Linked DNA regions of Macaca mulatta: region 2 is linked to region 1. Evidence: chromatin contacts called from public Hi-C data. All regions are on one chromosome and are shown on one strand. The core of a region is the stretch at or near the end of the contact, and the rest is flanking DNA. Distances in the headings are between cores, read along the strand shown.

Region 1 (3,961 bases), core at 863-3,362:
TCCGCACCCTAAAACAGGCACTAGTAAGGAGCAATTAAAAGCACAAGTGCGACACAGAAATCAGGACGAGCCGAGCGGCTCCAGGAGTTGCCTGGTGGCGGAATCATTAGCTGGCTGTTGCTACAAAGCCTCACCGTGTGGTTCGGTGATTAAGAAAAAAAAAATCTTTTAAACGTTGGCAAACCCGTTATTGGTTTGGCCTATTGGGTTTTTTTTTTTTTTCTTTTGTTTTTCTTTTTGCTCCAACCACGCTGCCTGAAATATTTCTGCCCCCAGCACTGTGCCCTTAAACCAAAGGAGAGGAATTCTGCGGGCAGCAGCAGCTGGTACAGAAGTTAAAAAAAAAAAGAGAAACCCCCTCTACTAACATCTATAACGACAGCACCGATGTAATTTGTTTTGAATGTTCATTTTTATTGGTGTTCCCTCTGCCAAAATGCGCTTGATTACAGAGGTTTGTCCTGTGATCATTGCACACTCCAGACAGGGGAAGGTGCAGCGATGAAGGTTCAGCTCAGGCCAGATCAAATCCCGAGCTGTTTAACGCTGAAAGGCTGCATGTTGCTATTAGTGTTAAATATATGGCTAATTATGCGTATGAAAATTAAACATCAGTGTTATGCTAATGGAGCGCCTTCAGCTGCGGATCTGAGCACTTGAGACTACCATTTAATCAAATGAATCAGTAACTAATACATCTGCACGTGTGAACTTTCACAAGATCATTTTCCCGTTCCCGTCACACCGCTAAATTATGAAAGAAATAATTATCAACACTTTCTAATTACCTAACAAAGTAATTTGGGATTCACCGTGGGACTGGCGGGTTGGGGAACCAACATCCACTTACAGCCAGGGTGGTGTGCGCCACACCGCGAGGGGGTGGCTGTATTGGTAGTAGTGGCGATGGGTTGGGGGCTTTTGTGCAGTTTTTCGTACCTAGCACCTCAGAAGACAGAGGGAGCAGCGGCAGCTCTTGCCTCCACTAGCCCTGCCCCCTAGGCCCGGTGGCGCGCGCTTTGGCCACTGGAGAAAGATACTGGGTGGCAACGCGAGAGGTATACACACAGATAGGGGAGCCTACTACAGGCTGGGTTTGCTGCGGGTTTCGGTGTCCCCCAGGGACTCCTAAACTCTGGAAGTCTCGCTAGACCTCAGGAGGCCGGAAAATGATCACCTGGCGTCCGCGGCTTCAGCAGATCTGAGCCCCTAGGCCCCCTGGGCTCCACGCTGAGCCGCGCTCTCGGGGCGAGTGAGCCCGGGGCTCTCCGCGCAAGGGAGTGGAGAAGGGAGGGGGAGGAGGAGGAAGGCTGGGAGGGAAAGAGGATGTGTGTGTTGGGGGAGGGGGCGGCGCAGTCGCCTTTCCTGGGAGGAGAAGCGCGGGTTCCTGGCTCTCCACGCGCACTGCTTTAATCAGACCGTGCAGCCTCGAGCTGGAGTGGCCAGCTGGGCCTGAAGCAATGCGAGCGGGCCCCAGGGAGCGACGGCGGCGGCGGCGCAGCGGCCGAGCGAGTGAGTTCGCAGGGAGGGCCCCTAAGCCCCGACTCCAGGGATGTGGCAGAGCGTACCCGGGCCGGGGAGGCGCGGCCGAATGGGCGCCGCGCTAGGCACAAGGCTCTTGGGAGGACCTCTGTCTGTTGGCCGCCTCGGGCGCCCCCCAGTGCGCGACTCCGCGCTGGAGAGGCAGAGGTCAGGCTCCTCCCCAGCAGCCCTAGCTCTGCGCCGGACTGAGTGGCAGCGACGAGAAGCGGTCCAGGGTGTCTGGCGTTAGGGACCGCTGAAGGGTGGGGACAGTGGCAGGGGGGCGGCGGCGCCGAGCCGCTGGTTGGTTCCTGGGGAGGAAGGCACGCGAGGGAGGCGGGAGGCCGATGAGCCGCGGGTCGCAGCGGTCCCGGCGCAGACGCCGGAGCCCATTGTGCTTCCTGCCCGGCGCGCTCTGTTGCAGAGCAGCCCCGGCCGGGAAGTGTGGATGCGACTCTCCCGAGGCCGGGCCGCCTCGCCCGCTCTAGTCCAGCGGAGCCCGAGCGCCTCGGACCAATCCCCAGTGATTATGCAAGACAGCGGACCAATCAGCTCCGCCAGCTCATGAATATTTATGACCTTGGCTGAGTCAAAGCTTTGAACCGAGTTTGGGGAGCTCAGCAGCATCATGCTTAGACTTTTCAAAGAGACAAACTCCATTTTCTTATGAATGGAAAGTGAAAACCCCTGTTCCGCTTAAATTGGGTTCCTTCCTGTCCTGAGAAACATAGAGACCCCCAAAAGGGAAGCAGAGGAGAGAAAGTCCCACACCCAGACCCCGCGAGAAGAGATGACCATGACCACCATGCCAGAAAGTCTCAACAGCCCCGTGTCGGGCAAGGCGGTGTTTATGGAGTTTGGGCCGCCCAACCAGCAAATGTCTCCTTCTCCCATGTCCCACGGGCACTACTCCATGCACTGTTTACACTCGGCGGGCCATTCGCAGCCCGACGGCGCCTACAGCTCAGCCTCGTCCTTCTCCCGACCGCTGGGCTACCCCTACGTCAACTCGGTCAGCAGCCACGCTTCCAGCCCCTACATCAGTTCGGTGCAGTCCTACCCGGGCAGCGCCAGCCTCGCCCAGAGCCGCCTGGAGGACCCAGGTACGTGCGCTTGCCAGGGAGAGGGAGAGGAGGAGGTACAAGGGAGAGAGGGAAAGAAGGAGCGGGGGAGAAGAGGAGAGGGAGAGAGAAAGAGAAGAGAGGAGAGCGAGGTGGGGTGGGGGTGGGGAGGGCACGGGAGCAGTGGAGGTTTCGAATATCAATCTATAGATCCTTGTCACAGCAAATAAATTTTTTTTAAAATTCACTCAATTTGCAACTATCCAGCAAAGGATAAATCCCAGAGCGTCTCCTGGCACTGGCTGGGCCTCTGGGCGGCTCGGTGTGCAGAGCACACAATGCCCCGCTGGAAAACAGAAACCCACATGTGCACGTATTAGTCTCGGTAATTATTTATTGCGTAGTGCTATAAACAATGTATGCAATTAAGGGTAATTAAACCTCAACTACCGCCTGCAAAAATAGCAAACTTTCCCTGCAAAGGCAGGGGCTGCGCTTCTGGGAACGGCTCTATCCCGCCTGCAGTGGCCCGGGACAGGCCCTCGGATTTTGGGGGACCCTTCCCTGGCTTTCAGAGTTTCTTGAACGTTCTCTCCCTGGTCCTGCCTCCGCCACCCTTCGGTAGCCACTCGCTCTCGGCTGTTCGCACTAAAGGCGGCCCCTCGTATTAACAACGGGCCCTGCTTCTGCTGTCCCTCCAGGGGCGGACTCGGAGAAGAGCACGGTGGTGGAAGGCGGTGAAGTGCGCTTCAATGGCAAGGGAAAAAAGATCCGTAAACCCAGGACGATTTATTCCAGCTTGCAGTTGCAGGCTTTGAACCGGAGGTTCCAGCAAACTCAGTACCTAGCTCTGCCGGAGAGGGCGGAGCTCGCGGCCTCTTTGGGACTCACACAGACTCAGGTACCTCGCCGCTGCCGCTCCGTTCCGCCACGCAGGCTTTCCGCGGCCTGCCTGCGCCCGGGTCTTCATTTCTTGCTCGCTGTGCCTCACGGTCGGGGTGTCACTGTGTGTGTGTGTTTGTGTTCACCCCTGGCTCTCAGCGTGTCTCCTTCCTCCCTCATCCTCCGCCCTAGCTCTGTCGCTGCTCTCGGTATCCCGAGCTGCCCGCAGCCCGGCCCTCTGTCCCCGGACAATCTGATTAGGGCGCAGGAAGGAATTCCCTAGACGTTTTGTTTGGGAACTCTGAGGTCACACGTGCCTAAACAACTGGAACAATAGACTCGGGGCTTAATCCCTCCCTTGCCTTTAAATTGTGTGACTAATCACTCGGGGCCTGGGTCTGCGCCTCGGCCTCCCTCCTCCTCCTCCTTCTCACAGGTTGGGGGTGGGGGGAGAACCTTTCCTCCGCCCTCTCACCTCTCAAGTCCCAGATCTTAGA
Region 2 (3,961 bases), core at 492-2,991, 2.2 Mb after region 1:
ACTTTTAGGTCAAGAGATCTTGCAAAAGAGGAGAGAAAACACGGGTGGCACAGTTCCACATCCTTGTCATTTGCACCCGCTCCGCGACAACTCATCGTTTGCACTCGAGGGTTTGGGGTTGGTAGTTTAATTTTTTTTTCCTAAGAAGCAGGGTGTGGGTTTGGTGGGGAGTGTGCTATGTTAAAACCAGCGCCCAGGTCTGCCCGAGGGCGCTGGTATTTCTGGTTCAAAAACAGCTTCTGGTTACCCTGGAGAAGAAAGAGAAAGCGGGGCCCAGAAAGAGAAAAACAAGCAGTTCAGCGGTTGCTGGGGGACTCGAAGACGCACCCTGGTCTGTTTGAGGACACCTCTTTTCACACTGACAAGGTCCAGGGAGGACTTCAGGATGCTTCCAGCCTGCAAAATGTGGGGGCGCCCACGTGTGGCCTGGTCCTCCGCCTTCCCGGGTGAAAATCCTGGAGAGATTTCTCGGGCACGTCCGTGAAAGCAGGGCAGTAAGGGGGACCCCACCTCTTAACACGGCGCACTTGCCTTACAGACGAAACTCTAGGCCTTGGCAGTCTGGAGTGGGAGTGGGCTGGAGCTGGGACAAGAAAATTCCACTCCAGGATGAAACGCGACATGCAAATCTTCACCGGGTTAAACAAACAGCCGAGCAAGCTGCAGCTTCAGCGGAGGTGGAGGTGGGGGCGGACGCCGCTCGCGCCGGTCTCTGTTTCCAAAGTTGTTACAGTGTGAAAATAAGCGGCTTCGTGCAGCGTGTTGTATGGGCTGATGCCTCCCACCCCCACGCCAGCCCCCAGCAAAACCCGGCAGATAATCAGCACATCCCACTGTTTAGTCATATTTGACAACTGGGTTAACCTGGTATCTTAGCGCTGGCGAAACCGTACAAAGGGTGCCCTCAATTACCACCAGAAGCCTCTAGCGTGAGTGGCACTTGTATTACCCCCCGGGTCAGAGGCCAGAGCGACAATTAGGAAGTCACTTACACCGCTGGGGGGAAATGGCGGGATGCAGCAGGCTCCAGGCCCTCCCAACAAATCTGTGGATGTAGATCTGTACAGAGAGGCCTATTTCGCTCCTCTCGGAGGAACTGTCCCTTCGTGTCCCCCTCCCCAGTATAACTGTGAGAGTAACATTGAATCTAGTGGAATAAGGAATTGGGTAGAAGACACACGAAAATGATTTTTTAAAAAAAATCCCAAGCAAGAATGATAGATATAAGCTGAAGTTGTGTTCTGTAGGCAAGAGCCTGGACACACAAAGTGAGGGCTGACATTTCCGTCTCCACTTGGGCCCTGCTGGTGCGGGCTGTGTCTGGGTGTCTCCTCCTCTCCTGCCTCCTTTCCTACAAGTGGGGAGTCGAGTAGGACTGTCAGCCCTAACTTGCAACATCTCGGGGTGGTTTGTGTGTGTGTGGGGGGGGGTGCTTGTGGCCCGGTTTCATTGGTACTTAAACCTGGCTTGGTGCGTGAGTGTGTGCAAATTTTTAATTGCACTGTAATTTCTTCAGTCCCCAGCCCGCCCTCGCCCCCCACCCAAGTATCCCCCCCTACTCCCCTCCACCCCCGCCGCCCTAGCTAGCCGACTTGACTGGCACGCGCCGGGAGCCCGGGCCCGGGCCCCTCGGCGCGTCTGATTGGCTGCGGGGCAGCTCCCGTCTGCTCTGCCTGCGCCCTCATTGGGTGAGAGGCGCAGCCAGCGGCACTTCAAAGCGGGTGCTCCTCTCACTTAGGCTGAGTTTAGCCGGCGGGAGCCCGGAGTCCGCTCGGCGCGAGCGCGGGGACGCGGGAGCCGCGCGGGACCCAAGCAGTTTTTCCGAGCAGCCGCCAGGCTCAGCCCCGCTCCCAGCCTCGCTGCGCAGCCAGAGACCTGCTATGGCCACGTCTATACTCGGGGTAAGTCGCAAGCGCGGCAACGCATTTGCTTGTTTTAACCGGAGTAATTTTTCGTTATGGCTTCTGGGGTCTGCGGCTCCCGAGAAACTGTTGCTGCTGGACTGCAGCTTCAGCTTCTATTAGCACTTGCCACATTTCTGGGACTGATTTTTTCCCCAAGTTTTTGGAACCCAGCAGATGCCTTTGCAAGAAAAGGCCTTCTTAATGAAGTCCTTTTTTACTTGGTTTCAAAGAAAAGCTAGAGGTTTCTTTTCTTCCCCTCGTGATTTATACCCCACCCCCCGCCTTGCTTTGGGGATTTTGTTGCAATTATGCGACAGTGGTGTTTCCAGAAAACAGTCTTAATCGTTTTGCAGTCCATCTAGTCACGCTAATAAATATTTACATTTCCGCGGCTCCCCAGTTCGCCCGTGACTTTGAAAATACGTCTCTGGCCGCTTATCCTCGGATTGTTGTTTTCATAATCGCTGTGTTTGTGTGTGTGTAAACTTTAAAACCAAACGTTTTCTATTAAAAAAGAAAAGTCAAGTCGTAGCCACCCTGGGAGTGCTGCAAGTTTCGCCCGTCCCTGGCTGCTGTTTCGGCCGCCTCCGCCCTCGCCCGGTGTTTGTTGTCTCTGGTCTCTGTGTTTACCTTCGCGCGTCACCCCGAAGGGCGACTTGGGGTCTTCTGGGAGAGGAGCCGGTTTACCGCGACAACCCAAGTCCGGTTGTAGTCAGGGTTGCAGCGACTGAGGCGGGGAACACGGAGGCATCTTTGATTTACAGCCTCAGCGAAGAGCAACTTTCCGGCCCCCGGACCTTCGCCGCGGTGATGGCCACTGTCCCGCGCCCGGTGCGGTGACTCTTCCGCGGGCGCGTGGGGAGGAGGCGCGAGGCGGGGAGCTAGGGCCCCCCCGGGAGCAGCCGCAGGGGACAAGGCTGCTCACGGGTGCACTTTCTTTCTTCCCCACTTCCTCCTGCCCTCCTCCTCCTTGCTCCCTCCCCCATCCTACCCACTTTAGGAAGAGCCGCGCTTCGGAACGACCCCGTTGGCCATGCTAGCGGCGACCTGCAACAAGATCGGCAACACGAGCCCGCTGACGACGCTGCCGGAGTCGAGCGCCTTCGCCAAAGGCGGCTTTCACCCCTGGAAGCGCTCCTCGTCCAGCTGCAACCTCGGCTCCAGCCTCTCGGGCTTCGCGGTGGCCACCGGGGGCCGTGGCTCGGGCGGCCTGGCGGGCGGCTCGGGCGCCGCCAACAGCGCCTTCTGCCTGGCCTCCACGTCGCCCACGTCGTCCGCCTTCAGCAGCGACTACGGCGGCCTCTTCTCCAACTCGGCGGCTGCCGCGGCGGCAGCGGCCGGAGTGTCCCCGCAGGAGGCGGGTGGCCAGTCGGCCTTCATTTCCAAGGTGCACACGACGGCGGCCGACGGCCTGTACCCGCGCGTGGGCATGGCGCACCCGTACGAGTCGTGGTACAAGTCGGGCTTCCATTCGACGCTGGCGGCCGGCGAGGTGACCAACGGCGCGGCGTCGTCGTGGTGGGACGTGCACAGCAGCCCGGGGTCGTGGCTGGAAGTGCAGAACCCCGCTGGGGGGCTCCAGAGCTCGCTGCACTCGGGCGCCCCCCAGGCCTCGCTGCACTCGCAGCTGGGCACCTACAACCCCGACTTCAGTTCCCTCACGCACTCGGCCTTCAGCTCCACGGGTCTCGGCTCCTCCGCCGCCGCCGCCTCGCACCTGCTCTCCACCAGCCAGCACCTGCTGGCCCAGGACGGCTTCAAGCCGGTGTTGCCCTCCTATTCGGACTCCAGCGCCGCCGTGGCAGCCGCCGCCGCCAGCGCCATGATCTCGGGCGCCGCGGCCGCCGCCGCCGGGGGGAGCTCAGCACGCTCTGCCCGCCGCTACTCGGGCCGCGCCACCTGCGACTGCCCCAACTGCCAGGAGGCAGAGCGGCTGGGCCCGGCCGGGGCCAGCCTGCGGCGCAAGGGCCTGCACAGCTGCCACATCCCGGGCTGCGGCAAGGTGTACGGGAAGACGTCGCACCTGAAGGCGCACCTGCGCTGGCACACGGGCGAGC

What was found. Hi-C and Micro-C count contacts between places; a contact is called where the count stands out from the background.
Region 2: a Hi-C map of fetal cortex germinal zone shows a contact between it and region 1, with 9 times the contacts expected there. The contact joins the promoter of SP9 here to the promoter of DLX1 in region 1. A contact is called at or near these places in 3 of 14 Hi-C or Micro-C datasets (fetal cortex germinal zone, fetal cortical plate and liver).

What each region holds. Positions count from the first base shown.
Region 1 is chr12:77,017,644-77,021,604 of T2T-MMU8v2.0, forward strand. It overlaps DLX1 (distal-less homeobox 1), which reads left to right and starts at 2,113. Exons shown (of 3, transcript NM_001260619.1): 1 at 2,113-2,624; 2 at 3,284-3,483. The coding sequence starts at 2,312.
Region 2 is chr12:79,235,311-79,239,271 of T2T-MMU8v2.0, forward strand. SP9 (Sp9 transcription factor) reads left to right here and starts at 1,742. Exons shown (of 2, transcript XM_015110389.3): 1 at 1,742-1,901; 2 at 2,905-3,961. The coding sequence starts at 1,881.